Linked DNA regions of Rattus norvegicus: region 1 is linked to region 2. The links are chromatin contacts, called in public Hi-C maps. All regions are on one chromosome and are shown on one strand. Each heading gives the region's core, a stretch centred on a gene start, on an enhancer-like site or on the middle of the called end of the contact. The rest is flanking DNA. Distances are from core to core; before and after follow the strand shown.

Evidence for each region. Hi-C and Micro-C count contacts between places; a contact is called where the count stands out from the background.
Region 1: a contact with region 2 is called in a Hi-C map of psoas muscle, with 4 times the contacts expected there. The contact joins two enhancer-like sites. A contact is called at or near these places in 4 of 12 Hi-C or Micro-C datasets (hepatocytes, kidney, liver and 1 more).

What each region holds. Positions count from the first base shown.
Region 1 is chr19:42,527,896-42,533,952 of GRCr8, forward strand. No RefSeq gene overlaps it. Among named protein-coding and RNA genes, the nearest start is that of Il15, 14 kb to the right of the region's middle. Within about 2 kb of position 1,631, at least 11 of the 93 cell types and tissues checked have an H3K27ac peak or open chromatin away from gene starts, as enhancers often do.
Region 2 is chr19:42,287,039-42,292,818 of GRCr8, forward strand. No RefSeq gene overlaps it. Among named protein-coding and RNA genes, the nearest start is that of Rpl22l3, 36 kb to the right of the region's middle. Within about 2 kb of position 4,408, at least 11 of the 93 cell types and tissues checked have an H3K27ac peak or open chromatin away from gene starts, as enhancers often do.

The DNA.
Region 1 (6,057 bases), core at 381-2,880, 240 kb after region 2:
CCCACCTATGACTGAAAAGCTAAGGCCAATTGCTGGTTACTAGAGAAGCAGGGTAATTCTCACAAGTGAGGCACCCTGGTAGGTTGCCAAAGTACCAGTGGATGGCTCTACACACGTGTACTGGTGGAACAAATTCAACTCCATAGACAGAAAAATGTTTGCCTTTGGTTTGGAGGAAGAAGTGATACGGAGTATTGAAAGAATTAGATAGGAGGGATTAAAGGAAGGATTTGATCAAAACCACATTGTGTGTAAATTGTATGACACTCTCAAACATTAAAAAATATTCATGAAATATTTAAAAAAACAACATAGAGAAAAGCAAGTGTTTTGAAGTCTGGTACAAATGTATATCTACTATTAAGTCTCAGGGATCAGTAAGACATGTAAATTCCCTGGATCTCATATCAAGTCCAAGTTCAGCAAGTGTTACCCATACTTTATTGCTGAGACACAGGATGAAAATATATACGGATAGTCTAAGCAAATGCCTAGCATATTCCAAGGGCTCAATAAACATTTTCTATTAAAATGATATATTTTGGCATGAGTTGAGTCAGAAAAATGTTTTATGATGATGAGTTCTCTCTCTCTCTCTCTCTCTCTCTCTCTCTCTATATATATATATATATATATATATATATATATATATATAATCAAGATCAAAAAGGTTGTAATATCAAGCATACCTATGCTAAATTAGGACAATAAGACTTAAACATTCTGGAAACTACTCAAATAGCTCATTGTAATTTCTGGAATTTTCCATCTTGTTTACCACAGTATAACATTTTAAAAAAGAAACAGACTTTTGTTTATTTGCATTCATAACTATATATGTACATAACTATGATCCCTAAACAGATTTTTCTTTTAAATAATCTAAGTGTTTCCAGTAGGGTATGGTCCTAGGAACTTAAGAACCATACCGGTAACATATTATCTTTCTGTAAACCATTTTTAAATTCATTTTTATGTTTAAGACAGTCTCCTTATGCAGCCCAGATTTTCCCGGAACTTGTGGCAATCCTCTTGTAATTGTTCTGGTAATATAGGTGTGTCACCACACCTGGATTTAAAGCTCTACAAAATCACTTTATCAAACCAGTTACTGATATAAGCAGATTGCACTTGATAAAATGAAATTAAACATAACATTTTGAATTTGCTAACAAATAAAGACTAAACAACAAAACCTTTTCTTGAGTCTCCCATATTTTCCCAATTATTGCAGTTTCTCATGCTTTCTTCCCAATGTCGATTACTTTGACTTTCATCTGTCTGAGTGAAGTCGCTCTCTGAAACTGTGTTGTTAATCTCTTCCTTGCCAAAAGCACCTCACGGGAGGAAGAGAGGAGCCGGGGAGCCCAAGACTGAACTGTTACACACACATATCAAAGAGTGAAAGAAAGCCCTGCGAGTTGGCCTCATCCTTATCAGTGGCTGGAGCACCTGGAATCGAGCCCTGTACGTGGTTTAAATATTAACCGCAAAACCTAAACCCATCACAGCCATGTGAACTTCAGCTCTGACTAAAGATTAGTGTCAGGTTTGCTTGCCTCTGTGGCTGAGCGGTAGCAATGGACCACACAATGTTGCTCAATCAATGTTGTTCCTAGGGTTCTTGACCTCAGTGAATGGTAAACAGAGTGACCGTAAGACAGGGCTCCAGTGCTCTGGTGTGGCTAGGAAAACACTCTCTGAAACTGCACGGAATGAACAGACACCCGTTAGCATGGGAACTGAAAGGCAACCCTAGCGAAGTAGGATGCGGGAAGAAATAGCCTGCGCACCGCAGGAAAACTGAAACCTCCCAAGATGAGTCAGAGCATCAGGCTCTATGCTTCCTTCCTCGCTCCGCCAAACTTCGTCAGAGTCCAACAAGAAGCAAAAGCCAACAACACAGGAGCGGTGAGCGATTATCATGCTTTCCCACGCACATAAAATACAATTTTCTTTCATTGAAATCAAATCAGGTTGGGACTGAGTAGACCTACAAGGGAGAAATTGGCCAACTTGATAAGGGTGTTAGATACAATCATAGAATGTAGTCTATCAAGAGAAACTTTCTCTTCTAATCCTTTATGTTAGCCAAATCCCATTGCAATAGTCCTGGCTTTGTATGCCTGCCCATCCAAGTGAAATCGTATCCTTCTGGGATGAAGACTTGGCAGGTGATTGTAGCAAACAAAATGGGAGTGAAAACAATGAATGTTGCTCCGACCACTAGAAATAGTGGACACCCATGACCTTGTTAAAATAGTCACATAAACCTAGTCACACAATCCTAAAAAAAAAAATCCATATGGAATGTCAAAAAGCATTTCAGATGTATAAGACAGAATTAGTAATGTTGTAAATTAATAAAATCTGAAGAAGCTGATAGAAATTCTCTTAAATCAAGAAAGGAGCCCAAGTCTGCATATGAACCATTCAGCAGCCCACTGACTCAATTTTTGGTAATTACAGCTCTGTGAAGCTCCCTCTCCCTCTCTCTCATTAAACATCAATATCATTCCTCAAGCCCTATAAACCATTTATCATTATAATTTTTATTAACTGTATGAGAATTTCACACAGTATATTCTGAACATCTCCATCCCCTCAACCCCTCCCATTACCACGGCCATTGACCTTCCCATCCCTTCTCACCAACTTTGAAATTACCCCACTCCCCGTCAAATCCAGTTTATACTGCCCAGTTAGACTTGAGATTGAGGTCTGCTCTGAAAACAAACCCCAAACTGACCTTTACTCTACCCGCAGCCATCAAATCCTAACAGCTCCTCAGTTAGTGGTGGGATTTTGTGGTGGTGAACTTTCCTGAAAATACCTCCTGACCACAAAGAGTCTGGAATTTTGCTGGACCTTGCAGCCAGGTTAATATTCCTTGAGGTCATTTGAGACTGTGTATCCAGTTCTCAACATGCTGTATACTCAGCCTGTTTAAATTTAACCTGCCTTTAAGAGAACAGTGAGAGCTACTTTACTGTGCTTTGGATCTCCCATGTAATCAGCTTTATAACCTAAGCTAAATTCATAGCACAGCTTTGATCTTAAGTTCACGCCCTTGACAGAATTGTGTGTGTGTGTGTGTGTGTGTGTGTGTGTGTGTGTGTGCATGTGCACGAACATACATGCCTTTACTGTGGCAATCATTTGCTGAAAGCAGCCAATAGATTTAAAGCAACCTTAAACAAAATAAATATCCCATAAATGTGGTAAGCAATGTGTGGATATAGTTTGATAATATCTGGTTTAGAGTGAGCATGGTATTCTACATCAGCTAGGGTCAATAAAGTCATTTCTTCACTCATAAAACCTTGTTAAAATTTTCTATAGCAAGTATACTTTATCCATTTCCTATATCATGGCTTGTGAACTGTGAAAGAGGGACAGAGCAAAGCCCTGTTAGGGACAGACAGATCAGACATACCCATTAGCCAGGCGGGTGCCCATAGACAACAGGCAGATGACAGGAGAGGAGAAGTGAGTTCTTATGAGTCTCTGAAAGGATCTTAAAGATGCTTGTTAGGAAGTACATGCTGTAGGAGACCCTAGAAGGAGGGTCTGAGGAGGAAAGAAATGGACATAGGACAATAACAGCAGGGTACCATGAAGTTTCTGTGGTCTGGGCAATGTTAGATTGTACTACATAGATACTTAATATATATATATGTTGCTTACACTCATGTGTGTGTCAAATGACTCACAATTTTGAAAGCAGGTGAAATTTATCTAATGATCTTGGCAGAAAAATATTTTGGCAGAAAAATATTGTATTACAGTTACACGAGCCAAAAAAGATTTAGTTAAAAGATAATCTCAGTTGGATCATAAAGGTGTTTCATAACGAATCCTTCTGAAGTTAAGAATCTTACTGAAAAGTGCTTATTTCTTTTATATAAAGAATATTATTTTTCTAATTCATAGCTGGAAGAGCACCTAAGGTTAAAATACCAGAATTGTTCTCAATAAAAACAATACTCAAAGCACCAGCACATTTCAAATTATTCTGAAGTAATTTCATTCAGTTCAATAGCTATTCGGACAGAGTTAACAGATATAATCTATGCAAATGATATGAATATCCACTGATTAAGAAAATTTTAATTTAAATACTTCTAGTGTTTTACATTTCTGAACTTTGGCACTGTATAGATTTATGGGGCTCTCATAATAGCATGTAAGTAATAATTTTTAAATCTTTTTGAGATTTTATTTATTTCATGTATCATAGTATTTGCCTGAATCCATGTGTGTGCAGTTTCAACAGAGGCCAGAAGAGGGCATTAGATTCCCTAGAAGTGGAATTACAGATAGTTGTGATCTACCATGTGGATACTGGGACTTGAACCTTGGCCCTCTGGGAGAGCAGCAGTGTTCTTATTTAGAGCTCTTATCTCCAAACCTTATAGGTTTCAAGTTTTAAAAGTTAACAGTGCTGTAATACTGGGTTAATGGCAAAAATTAAAATTAACCTGGTACATACATGTCAAAGTATATTCCCATAAAGATGATTGCTATTGCATCAAGCACAAAATATCACAAAATGTAGTATTTAAAAATATCTAATAGAATAAAAATAATGTTAAAATTAAAGCATTATACTACATACTCATCAAGCATGGGTTCTGAAAAATATTGGTTGATATGGGAGTGGAATGTTAATGCTTACTGAAAAAGATGTATATTATCTTTCATTCAATGCAATCTCCATCAAAATTCCAGCTCAATTCTTCACAGAGATAGAAAGAATAATTCTCAAATTTATCTGGAATAACAAAAAACTCAGGATAGCAAAAACCATTCTCAACAATGAAAAAACATCCAGGGGAATCAACATCCCTGACCTCAAGCTATACTACAGAATGATAGTGATAAAAATCACACTGTATTGGTACAGAGACAGACAGGTAGAAAAATGGAATAGAATTAAAGACCTAGAAATGAACCCACACACCTTCGGCTACTTGATCTTTGATAAGGAAGCCAAAACCATCCAGTGGAAAAAAGACAGTATTTTCAACAAATGGTGCTGGTTCAACTGCTGGTTGGCATGTAGAAGAATGCAAATTGACCCATTCTTATCTCCTTGTACAAAGCTCAAGTCCAAGTAGATCATGGGCCTCCATATAAAACCAGACACACTGAATCTAATAGAAGAGAAAGTAGGAAAGATTCTGGAACACATTGGCACATGGGAAAATGTCCTGAGAAGAACTCCAAATGGCTTATGCTCTAAGATAACAAGTGACAAATGGTACTTCATAAAATTGCAAAGCTGCTGTAAGGCAAAGGACACAATCAATAGGACAAAATGGCAACCCACAGATTGGGAAAAGATCTTTTCCAACCCTACATCTGATTGAGGGCTAATATCCAAAATATACAAAGAATTCAAGAAGTTAGAGTCCAGAGAGCCAAATAGCCCTATTAAAAATGGGGTGCAGAGCTAAACAAAGAATTCTCCACTGAAGAATCTTAAATGGCAGAGAAGCACTTAAAGAAATGTTCAACATCCTTTGTTATCAGGGAAATGCAAATCAAAAGGATCCTGAGATTCCACTTCAAACCAGTCAGAATGACTAAGATCAAAAACTCAGGTGACAACAGATGCTGGCAAGGATGTGGAGAAACAGGAACACTTTTCCATTGCTGGTCGTATTGTAAGCTAGTATTCCAATTCTGGAAATTGGTCTGACAGTTCCTGAAAAAATTGGAAATAGTTCTACTTGAGGTCTCAGCTATACCATTCCTTGCTGTATGCCCAAAAAATGTCCCAACATACAACAAAGACACATACTCCACTATGTTCATAGCAGCCTTATTTATAATAACCAGAAGCTGGAAAGAACCCAGATGTCCCTTAACAGAGGAATGGATACAGAAAATGTGGTGCATCTACACAATGGAATACTACTCAGCTATCAAAAACAATTACTTCATTGAAATTTGCAGGCAAATGGATGGAATTTGAAAATAACATCCTGAGTGAGGTAACCCAGTCACAAAATATCACACATGGTATATACTCGCTGATAAGTTGATATTAAC
Region 2 (5,780 bases), core at 3,158-5,657:
CTGCATCTTTGATTAAGTATCTTACAAAGATACTTAAGATACTTTGTAAGATTAAACATCTTACAAAGTTTGTTCTCTTTAGCTTCCCTGGTACGTGTATCTCCATGAGGAGAGCATATATGTAACATACTGCCAAAAATTGGAAACAATTCCTAGATTACTAAGCACATTGACTTCTGAATTATTTATTGGTAAGTTTATACATTCTCTCCTGTTCAATGTGTCTCTTTCATGGGGGTTTACATGAAAACATGTGGATTTTAGCTGCAGTTGTTTTTTGTAGACCACTGCCATACTGTTTGTTGCCCAAGTAGGAGAGATGGGAGCTTGGTTTGTGGCATTTGCTGCTGTTTACAGACCCTTTGGTCTTGTGGGCAGTACACTTAGTGTCCAAATTACATGATCTTGGGATTAACCCCTACTTACCAATGTTCTGCAGAGATTTCATCTTGGAAGTGTAGATTGGACTTACTGTGAAGGATCAGAGACGGAGATGTGGAGATCGAGTCATTAATGAAATGTAGATCGAAGGATCTGAGCTCGATTCCCAGGACCCACCTGAAAGTCAGATGGGGTCCTGTGATGTTGCTGTGGTCCTGTCACTGGCCAGCCAGTCTGGCCAAATCTGTGAGCTCCTCCCAGTTTAGTGAGAGACCCTGTTTCAAACAACAAAGCAGGAAGTGAGAGGGAGGAGGAAGACACCCATCGTTGACCTCTGGCCTCTACTTGTACATGCTCATATATATGCATGGATACACACATAAACACACACACACACACACACACACTCATACACACACACAAAGAATCTTTGATGGGTTTAGTACATTTTATTCCTTCAAAATCTGATTGTATATACTTTGAGATGAATGTATATCATCTCTGACAGAGAATTCAAACACAATATTTTATTATCATCTGTGTAAACAACATGTTTTATTTATTCCAAATCAGAACTTAAACCTTAACCAGTATTTTTGCCAGCCTGTCCAGGCTAGTATAAGAAAGGGCATAAATGTGCTTAGTTTAAAACCATTTATTTCATTGTTTTGGAGGCTGGTCTCAGAGATCCAAACAGGAACATTGTTGGTTCAGATCAAGACTCTCTTGAGAGTGTCAGGTGGCTGACTGGGGTCCTCATGTAGCGAGCTAGAGAGTTTTCTGAGGTCTCTTTAAATAAGGCCACCAATCCCACGCTTTAACACCCCGTCTTCATGGCCATAATTCCTTTACTATACAGTTGGAATTCCAAGCCAACTTCCGTTTCAGCTGCAGCTCAGAACACTCTGTACTCAACAACGGTGTCTTAAAAAAGTTGTTAAGATAAGCTACTTTAAAGCTGGACTCCATATATTTTCCTGGATGCAGTCCACACCATGTTGACCTGAGAGCCCTATATTCTTGTATTTTGGGCCAGTAGGAGAAATTTACTGACCAGGTTTACTACATGATTGAACTTTAAAAATTTCTCTTGGTGAATTGCATTGTCTTGATTCTAAACCATTATTAGGATTTAGTTTGTAAATCTATCTGCAATTGATTAAGGCAACCAATTATGTTGTATCAATAATCTTCTTAACATATGTACTTTGGGTGATAATATTCTATTATTATTAAATACTAATGTTAATGATTGATGATTGGTCTTAATATAGATTTTACAGTGTTCTGTCTTTTGGTGTACAATTGTATTTAAAATTATAGAAAATGTAAAGCTTATCCTTTAATATTTTATATTTCATCTTCTTCAAAGAGAAGAAGTTCTATTACTGCATCGATATTGCTCTGTCTAAGTTTTCCATTTACACAGTCACTAACTTCCTTTTGGCCTCCATATGAGAAGCGGAGAGCAGCCCTGCTTCTTTGATCAGCTAAAGACTAATTTCTAGAACAAATGAACACACGTCTCTTTGTCATATGGAGTTCCATTAGTAGTTAGCAAAAATGATCTGAAATAAGAGATACAGGCCAACTGATGCCCATCAAAGAGAGCTAAGAACAAATAGGCTGTCCTCGGGACATTTCTGAGATTTCTCCGGATTTGACATCATTTGGGACGCAGGGACAAGCCACTACTTCAGGTTCCCCAGCAATGTAGTTTTCATTGCAGGCCCACAAAAGATAAAGAACGAGATACAATACTCCTGACCCCACAGGAGCCGTTGAGAATTTAAGGCCAGTCTCTACACCAAGATTGCATATAACGCAGCCTCCATTTAACAAAAACGACAACCAGCCCAACATTCATTGTAAGATGTTAGAGTAACTGACCAGAGAGACTTCTGAGGAGTGAGTGGAAGCTGAGACTGTGGGGAGTGTTCAGATGCACCCCTTCTAGCATCTCTGGACAATTTACTAGCACGATGGAAAGAGAATTGCTTTCTGGATGGTTTTCCCATCTGGAACTTTCCATAGTAAGGATTACCAGCGTACACCAAGGTGTGCACAGGTGAGGATCTCTAGAAAATCATATGTCCTGTAGATCTCCACAGGTAAAACTCCTCCACCCTTCTCCCTTCATAGATGTATACATTCATCCATCCATCCTTCCGTCCATCCACAAATCCACAGATCCGTGCATGCTCCAACCAATTCTTGTATCCATCTCTCCAGTATGGCAAATTGAGAAAAGTGATTCAACTTTCTGCTTGTGTGAAGATAGAGTTAATACACCACGAGTCATGCAGTGAGCAACAGAAAGAAACTAGCAGTCAAAGACCGCCAGGGAGGGAAAGAGAATAGTCCCTCGAGCTGACTGAGAAATGTCAGGGCACGTTCAATAGGGTAGCATCAGTGAAAGGGATCAGAAAGCACACGGGTGCAGCATTCAGGGCACACTTAGCAAGGAGGTCATTGTGCCTGGGATAGAACAGGGAAAGGTCAGAGATCATGGGGCTAGAGAGGCAGCTAGGAGGGAGGGTCTGGGAGGGAGATCGGGTTTCCTGGCACTGTGCCTGCTGCCCAAGATGAATGGAGTGAGGATGCTGACTGGAGAGGCCATCATAGGTGTCTAAGTGACAGACAGCGCCATTTCAGTCTGTGGGTTGTGGGTTGGTAAAAAGGATGGGAAGAACTCGCTGAATCTGGTTTTCTGATAGAGTGTTTGATATCCAGCTCCAAGGAGATTGATTTGCTGAATCTCGAGCTAGATTCTTCAGAAACCGTACTATCTCCTCTACTGGTATGTACCTCGCTTCAGGTCCGGCTGCCCGGAAGGCCCAATGGTTGCTAAGATGATGGAACCCAGGCCGTGTTTGCCTAGACTTACCTGAAATCTCTGGTAAAGGAGGCCCAGGCGACCAAGGTCTGAATGAAGTCCTTCTGTGATCCCTGTCAGTAACAATTGATGACAGAAGCTTGGTGTTTCTGATGAGACACCCCATGTGTGATCTTGGGCAAGCTGCTACTGGGGATGTGAGAAAGTTGGTCAATTTTGGATTGATTTTTATATTACTGAACATTCTGGGTAAACTTGATTTTCAGTCTTCAATTAGAGATTTTTAAATGACAAACGGACCTAGGAGTTCTTCAAGTATGTGTCTACATGAGTCAGAAGTGGGAAGCTATATATCTGACGCCTTTCCTTTCTAGTGAGGGACCTGTTAATGGTGAAAGGTCCCAAACAGAGAAAGGAAACTTCAGATGAGACAGTGTAGGAGAAGGTAGACAGCAAGAGCCGACAGTCATTTTTCTCACCTCACTTCCTGTTACAGCTTAAAATCCAACACACTTGTGTTATGGTCGGCATGGGAACAGCATTCGGTAATCTCCATTCACGGTCTGTGTATGACGTGAGCCCTGAACTTATCATTCTTACTGGCTCTGTGGCCAAGTACCACCCTACATAGCATGACACTGACCATTCGGTGATCCTCTCTTCACTCTGTACCACTTGAGTTCTTCCCAGTTTCCCACTGTATAAAAATAAAATATGCCACAGCTCTAAGCATCCTTATAGCAACCACTTTGTTTTCCTGGGGACTGTTTCTCTGGAAATGTCCCCAAGTGTATCATTACTGGATGACATATGGTAAGGAGCTTTACTGAGATACTAATAAATAACAACACTAATAACAAAGGCTGCTTCCCGAATGCTTCTCAGGAAGTTTGCACCCATCTTCCACACCACGGCGTCGTTCCCTCTGTGTCAGAGCGGTAGAAATGTAAGCTCTTTAATTATTTTTCGCTGTCAGTTTGATAGATGGGACCTACCCCGTTGATCGTGTTTTCATCATCTTTTCCCAATCCTTGTAAAATCGGGACTGGATCTGTGACAGAATGAGAGCGGCAGCTTTCCCTACACACGAGTCCCTTACCGGTGGACACTACTTTGCAGTGTCTGTTGTGTGAGATCCAAAGCTGTTGCTCCATCGAGTTCTGCTGCCTGCCAGCAGAGGGCGCTATTTGTTTGTACTGAGGCAGAGGAACGAGACCTGGAGCCATTTAGGGAGCGGGATGGCTGCCTGAGTCAGCCCTTCACAGCTATGCTCTGTGGGAACAGTGGTTATGGCTGCAGCACCATACACGCCTGACAAATCCTGTTAAACGTTCAGTTTCCTGTAATTTTCCAAGCTTTTCAGGGTCCTGGCTGCTCAGGAGACCAATGAAATCATTTATATTGACGCCATCAGGGACATGGCATCGGGGTGGGTGCAAGACAAAACACCACCCTGCCCAGAGATCTGATGGGCAGCCTGTAGGGGCTCCTGCAAGGCTCTGTGGAAGCACAAGGCTGGTAAGGTTTGAACAATGGCAGACTTAGGGACCAAGGAAAATGGAGTAGCAACTAGTTCGCAAGAAGAGTTAAGAACAGGAACATTTAGGCGAGGGTATAGGTTCTTTTCTTCCCTCCCTCTCCCTCTCTCTCCTTCCCTTTCTCTCCTTTCCTTTCCTTTCCCTCCCTCCCTTCCCCTCCCTCCTTTCCTCTTTGTTTGTTTGTTTCTTTCTCTTCCTTCCTTCCTTCCTTCCTTCTTTCCTTCCTTCTTTTCTCTCTCATTTTTAAACTCACACACAGTTGCTGCTGCTACTACTGTGTGTGTATGTGTGTGTGTGTATGTGTGTGTGTATGTGTGTGTGTATGTGTGTGTATATGTGTGTGTATGTGTGTGTGTATGTGTGTGTATGTGTGCGTATGTGTGCGTGTGTATGTGTGTGTATGTGTGTGTATGTGTGTGTGTATGTGTGTGTGTATGTGTGTGTATGTGTGTGTATGTGTGTATGTGTGTGTATGTGTGTGTATGTGTGTGTATGTGTGTGTATGTGTGTGTGTATGTGTGTGTGTATGTGTGTGTATGTGTGTATGTGTGTGTGTATGTGTGTGTATGTGTGTGTATGTGTGTGTATATGTGTGTGTATGTGTGTGTATGTGTGTGTATGTGTGTGTATGTGTGTGTGTATGTGTGTGTGTATGTGTGTGTATGTTTGTGTGTGTGTATATGTGTGTGTATGTGTGTGTATGTGTGTGTATGTATGTGTGTGTATGTGTGTGTATGTGTGTGTGTATGTGTGTGTGTATGTGTGTGTGTATGTGTGCGTATGTGTGTGTGTGTGTGTGTGTGTGTGTGTGTGTGTGTAGGGGAAGAGGAGATGTAGCCCGGTTGTCAGAGCACTTGCCTAATATACACAAAATCCTGGGTCTGACCCATAGCTTCACATAAACCAATATGTGGAAGAATTCAACTCCAACCCCAGTACTCACTCAGGTAGTAGAATCAGGAGAGTGAGAAGTTCAAGGTCGTTCTTGGCTGTATAGTGTGTCTAGGGACAGCCTGGGACTAATG